Regions from separate parts of the Drosophila melanogaster genome. Here region 1 is linked to region 2. The links are chromatin contacts, called in public HiChIP or PLAC-seq maps. All regions are on one chromosome and are shown on one strand. Each heading gives the region's core, a stretch centred on a gene start, on an enhancer-like site or on the middle of the called end of the contact. The rest is flanking DNA. Distances are from core to core; before and after follow the strand shown.

Region 1 (7,082 bases), core at 3,841-6,340, 480 kb after region 2:
CTTAAGAATTAACATTCTTTTCTCCTGGGAGCAGTTCTGTTGTCTACCCACTAAAATATAATTTTTTTAATTTATTTCCCTCACTTTTTAGAAAACATTGAAAATTTCGGGACTTAACGTTCCATTCCATTTTACACTAATAAGTGGAATAAAAAGTCGATTCCCAAAAGGGACATTCAAAAATACCTTTGTATTACATAGTTTCCCTCGCACTGTTATTTTTATGAACACAGCAGTAGGTTTATTGTGTAAAGACCAACCTTTGACATATGTACATATCATGACCGAAAACAGTTGGGTTTATGTTTTAGCTGGTATCAAATGTATGTGCCCGAACTTTTGGTGTATATCGAAAAGAAAAAATTTTGTTTTCTTCGCGCTTGAAAAACATTTTTACATTTAAGGACTCTTATATAATGAAATACAAATGAAATCTTGATTTTTTCATTAGGGCCTTTTTACCGTATCAGCCGACATGTACAATTTTCTAAATGCGGACCCCAAATCTGTCGTTATCGTGCAGACTGGAGACTCGGGTGGATGCACTGCTGCCACCGTTATATGCGCGCTTCTTATGTATGCAGATTTGCTGCGGGAGCCGGAGGACGCGGTGCAAGTCTTCGCCGTTAAGCGGCATACCATTAACCTCCGCCCCTCCGAGTTCCGTTACCTGTATTACTTCGGTGACATCCTGCGGCCCACGCCCCTGCTGCCGCACTATAAGAACACAACCCTTGTTTCACTCAGCTGCCAGCCTGTGCCCAGAATGACCAAGGCACGCGACGGCTGTAGGATCTATATGGAGGTTTATTGTAATGGAAACTTGCTACTCAGCACTCTACAGGACTATGAAAAAATGCGGTAAGAATTAGAGCAAGACATATTTGTAAATTACTTTTGGTTGACCAACTCTTGCAGGTTGTATCAGGCCGGCCCCGGCAAAATAGTTCTGCCGATTAACTTGACCGCATGCGGTGATGTGACAGTGGTATTATTTCACGCCCGCAAAGGAATGGTGCGACCACAAGGCCTCAAGATATGTCAGTTCCAATTCAACACGGGATTCATCCCCGAACCAGAAACGTTGATTACATTCACAAACCAGGACTTGGATGATCTGCCAGACCCTGAGCAGGTGACACCTCGGTTCTGCGTTTCACTTTCTCTGGCTGTTACTGACTCGGAATCACCTCCCAGCCATAAGCCACCATGGATGCCAGCCAAGCCCAAGCGGTCACCCGCCGCTTTGTTCAGCTCAGATTTGGAGTATGCAGAAATGCTCGACAATTTTGGTAAGTGCGTGTGCTCGTTGGCTCTGTGCATTATGGTTAATTTTGTTGCGTGTTCTAGTAACCAAGCCTAGCACGCGTTCCTCACCACCACCAGGTGCCCGCAAGAGTGATCGCGTCAGCTCTCCGCTCGTTTTGCCCGACGTCACGGAGACCGCCCACGAACTGCCTTCGCCCATGCCAGAGCCATCTCCGCCCATAGACTTGCTCAATTTAAACCAGCAGCCCAGTGACGTACCAGCAGCAGATCCGTTAACCAGCGCTAAGCCCAGCACAGATGCCAGCTTTGACTTGCTAGGGGCCTTCGGTGATGATGACTCTACGGGCATAGGATCTGCGCCAATTCCTGACATACTGCCACCACCGCCACTGCAGCAGCCGCAACCAAAAATAAACAATGACCCATTCGACATATTTGGATCTGTGGACCAAGGTGGCGTGCCCAGCATGAAGCCATCAGGCTTTCCACCTTTCGTTGGCTCCTTACCAACTTTTGTTGCTCAGCCAGCGGCTACCACCAATCCTTCACCAACTCATCCGGCAAGGGCATCTGCAGATCCATTTGCGAACATCGCCGACCTGGCGACAGGGCTCAACTTAAACTTTAACCGCAGCACGCTAAGTGGAAAGTCTCCCGTCAACACTAGTCCGCAGCCTACTCAGTTCTCAAGCCCCACTCACAAGCCATCGCCATCCTCGCAACCACAAGCAACGTTTATGCATACACCGCCGACACCGCAGACTCTGCCCTCGACATCGTCTATCAGGACGCCGACGCAGCCACAGGCGGTACCTGCTCAATCAAGACCAGACTACAGTCGACTTCACTTTGATTCTCAGAAAGCAGCCCAGCAACCGGGCACTGGCGGGTCCAAGAACTCTGACATATTTGCTGACATTCTGGGCCAACAAGGATACTCCTTTGGCAGCAAAATGAACCAGTGTCCACGATCCATCAATGAAATGCGCAAGGAAGATTTGTTCAAGGATATGGACCCGAAGAAAGTGCGGATTATGGAATGGGTATGTGCAAACGAAAACTTACAAGAAAAAAACTTCGTCGTTAGTAAATTAAAACTAAACTAATTTGCAGACTGATGGTAAGAAAAACAACATCCGTGCGCTTCTCTGCTCTATGCACACAGTGTTGTGGGACAATGCCAAGTGGCAGCGCTGCGAGATGTCCACCATGGTGACACCGACCGAGGTTAAGAAAGCATACCGTCGCGCCTGCCTAGCAGTGCATCCTGATAAGGTATGTGACAAGATGTATGCAAAAACTAGGTGGTTTATGTTAATGCAATCTATTTTTAGCATAATGGAACAGAGAATGAAGAGATTGCCAAGCTTATATTTATGGAACTAAACAACGCATGGACAGATTTTGAAAACGATGCCACGCAGCAAAATATGTTTAATGCGTAAAACGCGTCTTATATCTACATATATATATATCACAGTTAGCCCGTATTTTCGTACTCTTAGCTGAATCTAATGTAAATTCATGTAAAAGTGTGAGCTTTAATCTTTAAAGTTGAAGTATTGGCATATGTATGCGTATGCAATTTAGATAGCTCAAACAAACTTTAAAAATTATGAACGCCCGAGGACATTCTACTTAATTTGCGTAACAGAAAACCCGAATCCAACATTCCCATTGCATCCAACAACAGTCCGCCCAAAAATAACGTCGGAAAGTTAAGAACAAAGCCTTCAGACTTCGGCGACTACCCAATGATTTCACGCCTTATCCATCAAACAATAGAGATCAATTATTCGTGTATATTAATATACACTTTTTCGCTGTAATTAGATTAATTGCGGTATGCCCTTGACCGATTAGTCAATATATGATTATATGATTAATCTATAAAGTGATGGAAGCAAAAAGTATGGCATTTGTACATAGCTGTTCCGAATATAAAATGTAAAACTAGTAAAAAACCATTTGCTTTTACTTTTTAGCTGTGTACATAAATAAGCATATTAGAGGTTATCTAAATTCCGTTTCAGCATTTAATGTTTGCCACTATAAAAATAAATTCTCTATACGTTTCCTTGTGAAATGCCACTGTTAAAGGTAGAACTGCTCTGTGACTCATTGGTATCCCTGTTTAATACGCTTGCCGGCCACGAAAACTTCTACAATGTTGCGGTCACTGCCTGTGTAAATGAACTTCTCCACCAGCTCATCGACGCTCAGCCTCCGCAAGGGTTTATCGACGACGCTGACATCCACCAACAAAGCATCGAAATCCTTCCCTAGAGCAAAGTTTCCGGTCAAGTGATCGAGGGACAGCGCTTTGGCGCCACCCAAAGTGGCCAAGTAGAGCGCCTGCTTGTACTTCAACTGATGGTAATTGAAATCTTGTGTTTTGGACACACCCGTCCCGCGGATGTTCTGCTTCTTAAAAAAGTCTAAGTGTTTTGACACGTCCAATGCGCGGAGCAGAACGTCCTGAATCGAGACGGAGTTTCCCCCCGAAACGTCTGTGCCGAGACCTACGCTCACGCCGCCGCTCACCAGCCGTTGGACATCGCACAGACCGGAGCTTAGCATTGTGTTCGAAGTGGGACAGTGGGCTACCGAGCACCCCCGGACTTTAAGAAGTGCCACCTCGTCGTCCTCCAGATGCACGCCGTGAGCCAGTACAGTCTGTAAGGTAGTAAAGGTTAAGAAAGGACACATACTGGAACCTAAAAGAGTTAACCTTATTCGTTAGCAGTCCAGCCTCGTCGTATGCTCCGGCATAGCTGGTCTTAAATATCCCCTTTACCATCTCGATCTCTTCCAGGTTTTCGCTGATGTGACTCTGGATATGCAGGTCAAATCGCTTTGCTATATCGCCCAGACTCTTTAGCAGCTCCTTGCTGCAGCTAAGGGCAAAGCGGGGCGTAATCGTTGGCATCACCATCGGGCTGCCGAGCTTCCGCACGCCCTCCACGAAAGCCAGGGTTGCACTGACCGACTCTTCCGCAGTCTCCCTGTGCAGAGCAACAACATTGAGTTGACCAGACCAAATCCGTCACGCTCTGTACTTACACGTAAAACTCGGGGCTGTTGCAGTTGGAGCAGACCTTGCCTATCAGTGCCCGCTGGCCTTGACGCACCGCCTCCCGCGCCAAGGTCAGCGTTGACTCCAGATGGTTGGTGGCGAAATAGGACGCCAGAGTGGTTCCGCACCGCAGTGTTGCTTCCTGGGGTGTAATATTATCATTATCAGCTAATAAAAATAGACGGCCGGTGCGACCCATCGATAAGACGTTTGTGTGCTCCCAAGTACTACTTACGACCACACCCTGGTAGACCTGCTGGGCGTATTGGTGGTTGGAAAACTTCGCCTCCAGCGGGAAAGTGTATGTGTTCAACCAGTCCAGAAGAGGCATGTCTAGTCCCAGTCCCAGTTGCGCAAACTGCGGGGCGTGTATGTGGCAGTCGACGAAGCCCGGCATGAGGAACTGGTAGTCCGACAGGTGAACCTCGGTCAGACCCTTGGCGTGGGCCGGATTGCTGCTTGCCCACGCATGGTAGTCTTGTCCCACTCCTATTATCTGTGAGCGAAATTGTTCATTGCTCATTGTTTTGTTCTGGGCATTAAATTGCCTACCTTGCCAGCGTCGTCCACTGCCAGGAATCCTCCTTCAAAGGACTCAAACTCGCTGAACGACTTGGTGTGCACGACAGTTCCAAGAAACACGGTTGCCATTGCTCTGATTTACTATCAGCGGGCTTAAACGTGCTGTACGACAGACTTGAGAATGTAATGATCAAGATCCGCTGAACAAGTTTTAAAACTCTCGCCTAGGTGCACGCGTCGCCCTGCGAATGTGCGCATAATCATACGGGGATGACACTTACTTTTTATTTCAAGGTTTAAATCGCTGGAAAGATTATTCCCAATCGTTTGGTCGTTACTTTAAATATTATTACTTATTACTGTTTTAATAAGCGATCGCTTGCACACGTGTGATTTATCGGTAAAAACTACAAAACAAGCAATAATTAACTTCAAAATAGCTGTTGCAAAACCATTAATTGTAAAATTGTATATTGGAATGAATATTGAAAAAACATAGAATACATTAATCATATGTTTAGCTAAGACAAAACCCCCTTTCTGGAAGTAAAGAAGAGTAAGAGTGACGGGTAAAAGAAATATAGCCATTATATAATTTACAGTTAGTCTAAGATTTCATTAGAATAAACATATTTGCACTGCTCGCACCTGTACATATGTAACCTTTACCTACCCTGTAGTCCCACAATTCATCGCTATTAAAAAATATTACATCATCTCTCTCTTAAAATTTTAAAGCGATGCTAATGTTCTTAATCATAACGAGGAATAAGCGATGATTTTGAAAACAAATTCATCGCTTTTTAATTTCTAACCGAAGGTCTCAGTATGCGATTTTTTATTTAATTGCAAATTTAAATTTAAATTTTAAATTTGTAATGTACATAGAACATGTTTGCAGATCACTTGCCTATAGACTTTTGTGAGAAGTAGACGCGATTTTGAGTGCTTGTTTTAAAAAAAAATTGTAAATATTTTGGAATTTAATTCAATAATAATTACAGGTAATGGATTTATTTTACAATAAGCAACAAACACTACTCACAGAAACGATAATTTAAGGTAAATTGGTTTAACTCGTTTTTGTATACATAATTATACATTATTTTACCTTAAGGTAAATCGGACATGTGAACTGAAAAGAAGCTGGTCCTAACTCCGTAGGACAGGACGCCAAAGACTCTGGAATTTCACATACATATATATGTATTTGTATTCTTAAATTTAAATCCTATGCATAATTTAAATAAGTCTAATTAAGAAAATACATTTTTATTAATAAATGACTGAAATTTCACTTTTTCATTAAAATTGATAGAGGATTAAGTGAATAAAAAGAGGTGTAGAGAGATGAATTGAGCTATCATTTATAGCGCTTATGCGTGATTTTGATTTTGCGCTATGCGATGATTTCCTAGAACATAGGTTCAGGTCATGGTTTTTTTTTTTAATACAAATTAACCTGTGATTAATTTGATCGAGATTTTTAATGATCAGTAATGAGCTGATGAAATCTGAATGAATGGAATGCAGGGAGGTAGTCATAATCCCAATGTTAAGTTCCCCTATAAATACTGAAGAATGAACTTACATATGTACATGTGCATTGGTGTACTTTTTTTAATCCCAAATATCGTCCAAATCAAAGAAAAGCATTTATTAAAGGTAAAAACGAGTGACGAACGCACATCAACATACATATGTACAAAAGTTTTGATATAAGCTTTTGTGACGAAAATTTGTTCTTTTTTTCTTTTTTTTTTTAGAGTTTAAATCATTTATTATTATCTTCTCCTCTCTAATTGTTTGGTGTTTTTTCTTAACAATTCGAATCGAAAACAATTTCGTCCATACGGATAAATTCTATTAATATTAAGTCATTTTTATGGAACTGACCACTTTAAAAAGTTTGTATTTAATTTTATAAAAATGATTTATTGAATTGGAACCATTGTAGACCACAGGGTTTTCCTACTTTTTAACAGCTCCCATCCGACTGGCGTCCTGACTTGGATACGGTACTTGACCCGGTGGCGGAGGAATCGATATGGAATCCAAATTGACACCCGAGGAAGAAAGGGCTGTGGAAGTGGCGTTTCCGTAGGGAGCTGCATAAGTAGGCTGACCATACATTTGGTAAGCCGACGCCGGAACTAGATTTGATGGCAACTGATGCAGCTTCATGCCGGCGGGCATGACATTGATTTGCTCTTGG
Region 2 (6,604 bases), core at 3,531-6,030:
TGCCTCCGAAATTTGGACAGACGTTCTACTTTAAGTTGTGCGTGATCCAGATGAAAGTCGATAAAGCAGCGAATGAACGCACGGGTAAGGCAAACGTACGGTGCTAACGAAAATGTCGACAATATTTTGCCCCATTCGAAAACAATTTCAAAGAGCATCGTTATATGGCATCTCAAGAGCACTTTGGTCCAGTTAAAGCGGAGATTGTAAAGTTCAAGCTGTGTCGTATGGACAGACCATCATTTAAGATTGTCTTATCTGTCCTTTACCATACATTATATAAGAGAAGGCATATTGGTAATGAAAGGAGAATCCTGCACAGGTAATTGAATTTAAATATAAATTTAGTGCTTTTCAATCACCAAAAAAATGAATAATGCTAATTATTTTATTATTTTTTTAGATGTAATTATTCTTATTAAACTAATAGATATTAAAAAAAATTTTGGTTGCAACCTTGATAAAGACCAGCCTGTGATTGTTACGGATAGAGGTTTTAACATGATAACGTCCTTCCAAGGATACGACCATATTTTTTGCACAACATTATAGAGGCAACGGTAAAAAAAAATTATAGAATTTTCTAAAATGGTTGATACATGCAGTAAAATAGTTAAGTTTTTTAAGAAGTCAGGGTAAATTTTTTCTTTAAATACGACATTGAAAAGCTTGAAAACCAAAGACACTAGAATAACAAGATGCGTAAGGCCATACTATTTTTTGGCACACGATTTTTTCGCCGTGGCTCTAGAGGTGGCTCCAGGCTCTCTCGAATTTTTGTTACAGAGCGGAGAGCGCTACAGCGAACAGCTCTTTTCTACGCATACAGTGATGGCAGACAACTGTATGTGTGCCCATGTATGCTCATGCATTGTAAATTTGACAAAACATGCCCTTCAAGTTCTTGGACTTTAAATCTATATTATTTTTGATCAATTGGCACCATGCGAAAAATTCTTGTTTTTCATTGCCTTAACGTTATTATAATTTGAAAATAGATTAGAAATAGCCAAATCTATGTACATATTATCACAAAATAAAATTCAAAACTGACTTTATATATATATACAGTTGCGGTAACAATAATAGCACCATAAGCACATTTCGTGTTTGTCCCAGCGTTTCTCTATTTTCTGACACTTTTTCATCATTTTACTCACTAAACTTAAATACTACAATGATTTTCAATCGAAATAAAAAAATTAGTAACAGTAACAGTAACAAAAAAAACTGTTAAAAAAAACAAAAAAATAGCACTGTTTCTCGTAGTTTGCTAAGACTAACCAAAGAAATAAAAAAATAATTCAACAAATGGATTATATCTTAAGAACTATGTTTAAAGAATCTTAATATTTAGTTGCGTGACCTTTTGTTGGCAATAACAGCCGCGCATCGTCCTGGCATGGAGTCCACCAAGTCCTGGCACAGTTTTTGAGGAATTTACGTTATTATTGGGTTTGGCTCCAGAAACCTTTTTTTCAGGTCTTCCCAAAGGTTTTCGATTGGATTCAAGTCGGGTGATTGAGCAGGCCAGTTCATTCCTCGGATCAATTTCTGCTCTAACCACTTTCGAGCTTTCTTGCTCGTGTGTTTTGGGTCGTTATCCTGTCGAAAAGTCCAAACCAACGGCATTTCATCCTCGGCATATGGCAGCATCACATTTTCCAGGATATCTGTGCAAATGTGCTGATCCATGATGCCTTGAATCCAATGGATCGGACCTACTCCATAGTAGGTGAAGCCGAGGATTATATTCAGTTCGTGGTGGACGCCGAACATAAGACCGAGAGCCTTTCCCACCAAACAACACAATTTTGGTCTCATCTGACCACAAAATGTTGTGCCACTTCTCCACAGGCCAGTCCTTGGGAATCTTGGCATATTCGATTCGCTTTGCCACATGCTTAACAGTCAAAAGCGGGACTTTCCTTGGGCTGCACGCATTAAGGTTGTTTTGTCCTAAGCGTTTGTTTTCACGCTTTCAGCTATCAGAAGCTCCTGCTTCAGTTTCGTCGCCGGCTTAAAAGGCTCCTTCTTGCCTTGCCGAACCAAGCGCTTGATCTCTACGTTGGACATTGAGGGCTTTCTTCGCCGTGTTACGGTCTTTTCGACAAACATCAGTGCTTTGCGGATCATTTTGCTTGAACAACCGACAATGCGACCAATTTCAGCGGATTTTTTACCTTCAGAGATCATGTTTTTAATCAAATTTCTTAGGGAATAACTAGGGAATTTTTGGTCTTCGTTTGGGAAAAATTCAATTAAAACCTTTAATACCTTAATACGTATGCTCATGCATTGTAAATTTGACAAAATATGCCCTTCACCATAGAAGTTCTTTGACTTTAAATCTATATTATTTTTGATCAATTGGCACCATGCGAAAAATTCTTGTTTTGCATTGCCTTAACGTTATTATTATTTGAAAATAGATTAGAAATAGCTATGTACATATTATCACAAAAATAAATTTCAAAAATTACTTTATATAAGAATATTTGTCATTAGAGTATTCATCTTGCAGCGTGTGAAAAATTAATAGGGCAATGATTGTAGAGTGCTTGTGTCCGCACTTCGTGCCTGAACAAAGCAAAGACACTAGAATAATTCTATTTATTAAATCATTTGACTTAATATGATGTAAAATTAACATTAAAAGTGTTTCAAAAAAAATATTTCGCTTTTTAAAAATTGTCAGATGAGAGACAAATTAGAATTAAACATAAATATAAATTTGTAAACGGTAGCTAATTCGAGCGGCAATTTTAACAAACAAATTTAAAAAGCTTTAAAATTATAATAGTCAGGGCGCGAATTTTTAAAAATTATTTTATTATATCATATTGCTACGAAATTGGCAAAACTACCCTAATATGTACAATGTAAATTCGTTTCTTCGATCAGAATTGATTTCGACCCGAAAATCGTCTATCTATTACGCACAAATATAAGCGTTCTCGTCTCCTGTTTTTACTCACACAAGCAAGCAAATTCTATTTTTAGATTTCTTACGCTCTCAGCGTGAGCGAGCGGAAAGAGAGCAATTTTGGCCGTCACTAAAAAAGTGGCTGCATAGTGCCAAACCAATGTATGGCCGTTACGCATCTTGTTCTTCTAGTGTCTTTGATCTGAGAAACAGGTATGAAATATTAGTGGATATCGAATATTGTTTAAGCTAATCTGTGCGTGCACGTCCAAGGGTAAAAAGAATTGGAAAATGTTGTCTCCTCGAAAACTGTTGAGCATAACTTAATATGCCTTTTTATAATCACTAAACATAAAAAATCTTTAGGATACAGTGCTCTGGGAACGAAGTAATACATAGCATCCGTATTGTTATTACATTGGTGCAGGACATGTATTAGCCTATATTATTTATAAATTCCTCAACTTTCTGCAAAAGTGTGAATAGTTTTTTCTTAACCTGGGCCGTTTAATTTTGTTAGTAGGCCCAAAATGAAGTAAACTTTAGGTGAAACAAGAAGGAATATATAGGATATATATATATGTAAATATATATATATATATAAATATGTATATATAAATATATATAGTTATATATAAGTTAATATATTATAAACATGATATAAGAGACCGATTATGTCTGCGTTTTATACTACCTGTAATTAAAAAAAGACTTGTTGGAAAGTTTCATTCATATATACAGTTTGTCAAGAAACTGTTTACACACTGTGAAATAAGTTGAATTTTTGAATTTAAAGGTAAAAATTAAGAGTTTTTTGCTTAATTAAACGCAATTTTTTATAAAATATAGTTAAACAATATTTATTTTACTTATAAGTCAAAAAAATATTAATTATACAACAAAATAAACAAGAAATTCCAAGTTTACACACTTTTGAGACTGTCAAGAAACTCTTTACACAAAACACTAAATCGAAGTTTACTCCTAAATTTTTAAATTATTTCATAAAAATGTTAAAAATTTTAGTATGTAGTATGTGCAATGTACGCACCTGGCTCCTTTATAACTGTGGTAAAGTGATCGATAAGCCCCCTTAGAGTCCTGATCTGAACCCCATTGAAAATTTGTGGACCTACTTAAAGAAGAAGGTGGCAAAAAGGGCCCTAAAACACGACAACAGCTTATGACTGCAATAGTCGAATGGTGTGAAAAGATCCTGCTTGAATATGACCTACAAAAACTTATCCATTCCATGAAAAAAAAGGCTTCAACTTGTAGCGTAAGCCAACGGGGAACATACTACATACTAAAACTTTTAAAATTTTAATGAAATAATTTAAAAATTTAGGAGTAAACTTCGATTAAGTGTTTTGTGTAAAGAGTTTCTTGAAGTGTGTAAACTTGGAATTTCTTGTTTATTTTCTTGTATATTTAATATTTTTAATTTGTTTTTTGATTTATACTTAAAATAAATGTTGTTTAATTATATTGAATAAAAGAATTGCGTTTAATTAAGCAAAGAACCCTTCATTTTTACCTTTAAAATCAAAAATTCAACTTATTTCACAGTTTCTTGACAAACTGTAATTAGTTTCTTAGCTTTGAAGCGTAGAAGCCAGTTTGCAAAAGGAAGGACAGGAGGGCATGGTTATATTGACTTGGCTATTCGTACTTATTAAGAATGTAGTGTTTTTATACAGCCGTAAATGTCTTCTTTAATGCCTCGCAACTTTTTTAAAGATATTAAAATATTCTCTGCGAGGTTATAATATGAATCCGTGTTTCTCTCTCCATAGTTTCTTAATTGTTGGCAACTTATCGACGTTATCTTGACGCACATCGAAATTTACAAAGTACTGGTATTACCCATTGGCCAGTGCGCGTTTGACTACTAATAATTTTACGTTAATAATTTTTTAAGTCCTTTTAACGTTGTTTTGGCAATAAAAATGACTTCTCGCGATAATATTTTCGAGGAAAAAATATGCAATAGATTAGATCATTGCGTTTCTGATGTATTAATTAAAGGATGTGAGTACGAACATTTACGTAACATTTTTAAACCGTGGTATTTGCATATTGAAATATCAATTTTTAAAAGCAAAATCAAAACGGTATTTTAAATGGCATTTATTACCATTTTTAATAACCCAGCATATGATGTATGAAAAATTATAATTTGGCTAGGCTAAGTTGTATAAAGTTGTATGGCATGAGTAGACAAGTGTATTGTTTAAATCTTGCAAACTAAAAATAATTTTATAATTAAAATGGTTTGCTTAAGCTAAACATTCAGAAACGTAATCATACCTCGCAGATTTCCAAAAAACATCAAAATATGCCGAAGTTCGGGATATAAAATAATTTTTTATTTGAATTGTTGATAGAATTATGCAAATAACAATTTTAATATTTCGTTGCAAATCCTTGCTGTCTATGAAAATTTGCAGGCTATTAGGAAACGAGTTGGCTTAGTAAGAGGCAAAGTTGTTTGCGATTTTCACTTTCTCAGCATTTTGTTTTAAAACGGTTTGGTATCCAAATTTGCAACTTTCTTCAATCTTACTCTACTCATTGTTCTTGAGGCTTTTAAAGCTAACTTTTTTGTGAAAATCTTTGGTATGCGGTGTATTACACGTTTTTCCTAGTTCGGCCTTGCGAAAAACTTTTAAGATCGGAATCTTTTGAATAATTTCGTGCACATTGGACTTCCTCCATCCCACCAATTCTGTAATTTTCAAACTGATGTTTCTTCATAAATCAATCAGCTGTGGAATTTCCAAGGACGATTGCTACCCTTTTGGAGTCATTCCAAAGCCCACAAGCCAGCTCACAGAAGCTGGGGTCGGAAAAATCGAATTTTAGATATTTGAAAGCTAAAATCGTTTGCCCACCAATTAGTTTTTATGCCCACGTCCAGATTTCGAGATCTGTATTTTCGAAAAAGAAAATTCGCGAAAATAAAAACGTTGACTTTTTCTATCGTTTTTTTTTTATACCTAATTTATTTTTGTAACCTTAAAAAATACCTGTTTAAAAATATTTATCGTTTGCCCAACCTTTTAAAGTAACTAATTTTGTTAAGCCACCTCTCGAAATATTATTTTTTTCAATTAATAACATTTCATTACCATTTGATAAAACGGTTTTTAAGAATCGATATCATCCTTTAAAATTAGATTTGCCCATACTTTAACATTAGTTTTCATCATTTGTCTATCCTTTAAAATTTTTTTTATTTGCACTTCCATTTTTCTATCGTTTTATTTAATACTTAATTTATTTTTGTAACATTAAAAAATACCTGTTCAAAAATATTTATAGTTTGCCCACCCTTAAAAGTAACTAATTTCGTTAGCCCACCTCTCGAAATATTTTTTTTTTCAATTGCAAAAAAAAACTAATTTGTCGGCAACCATGGGCAAACAATTCCATTTATCAAATTTCGATTTTCCGACCCCAGCTTCTTTGGGATCCACCGACCACCCAATACTGCCACAACCACAATTTTTAAAAATGTGTTGAAAATGTTGATTTTACTATTTGTCTTGCCAAACATATCTAAAAAAATCGTACCAAGCTCACTCTAATATTAGCTCAATTAAATAATTTAACTAATTAAATTAAATTGGATAAATAAAATACCACTTTTTTTCAGGTGGAGGCGTAATTATTGGA

The links. HiChIP or PLAC-seq counts read pairs in DNA pulled down with a chosen protein or histone mark.
Region 1: a contact with region 2 is called in a POLR2A S2P HiChIP or PLAC-seq map of the Kc167 cell line, with 2.2 times the contacts expected there. The contact joins the promoter of DhpD here to the promoter of CG41128 in region 2. A contact is called at or near these places in 1 of 107 Hi-C or Micro-C datasets (the ML-DmBG3-c2 cell line) and 1 of 6 datasets of contacts at active chromatin or transcription factors (the Kc167 cell line).

Annotation. Positions count from the first base shown.
Region 1 is chr3R:4,224,148-4,231,229 of dm6, forward strand. It overlaps DhpD (Dihydropterin deaminase), which reads right to left and starts at 5,091. Exons shown (of 5, transcript NM_141182.3): 1 at 4,898-5,091; 2 at 4,581-4,841; 3 at 4,333-4,487; 4 at 4,001-4,274; 5 at 3,240-3,945. The coding sequence starts at 4,996. The coding sequence ends at 3,388. It overlaps aux (auxilin), which reads left to right. Exons shown (of 13, transcript NM_164317.3): 9 at 452-861; 10 at 919-1,292; 11 at 1,351-2,312; 12 at 2,383-2,544; 13 at 2,604-3,371. The coding sequence ends at 2,714. CG14641 reads right to left here. Exons shown (of 1, transcript NM_141183.4): 1 at 6,632-7,082. The coding sequence ends at 6,839.
Region 2 is chr3R:3,745,583-3,752,186 of dm6, forward strand. CG41128 reads left to right here and starts at 4,781. Exons shown (of 2, transcript NM_001015402.3): 1 at 4,781-4,957; 2 at 6,585-6,604. The coding sequence starts at 4,876.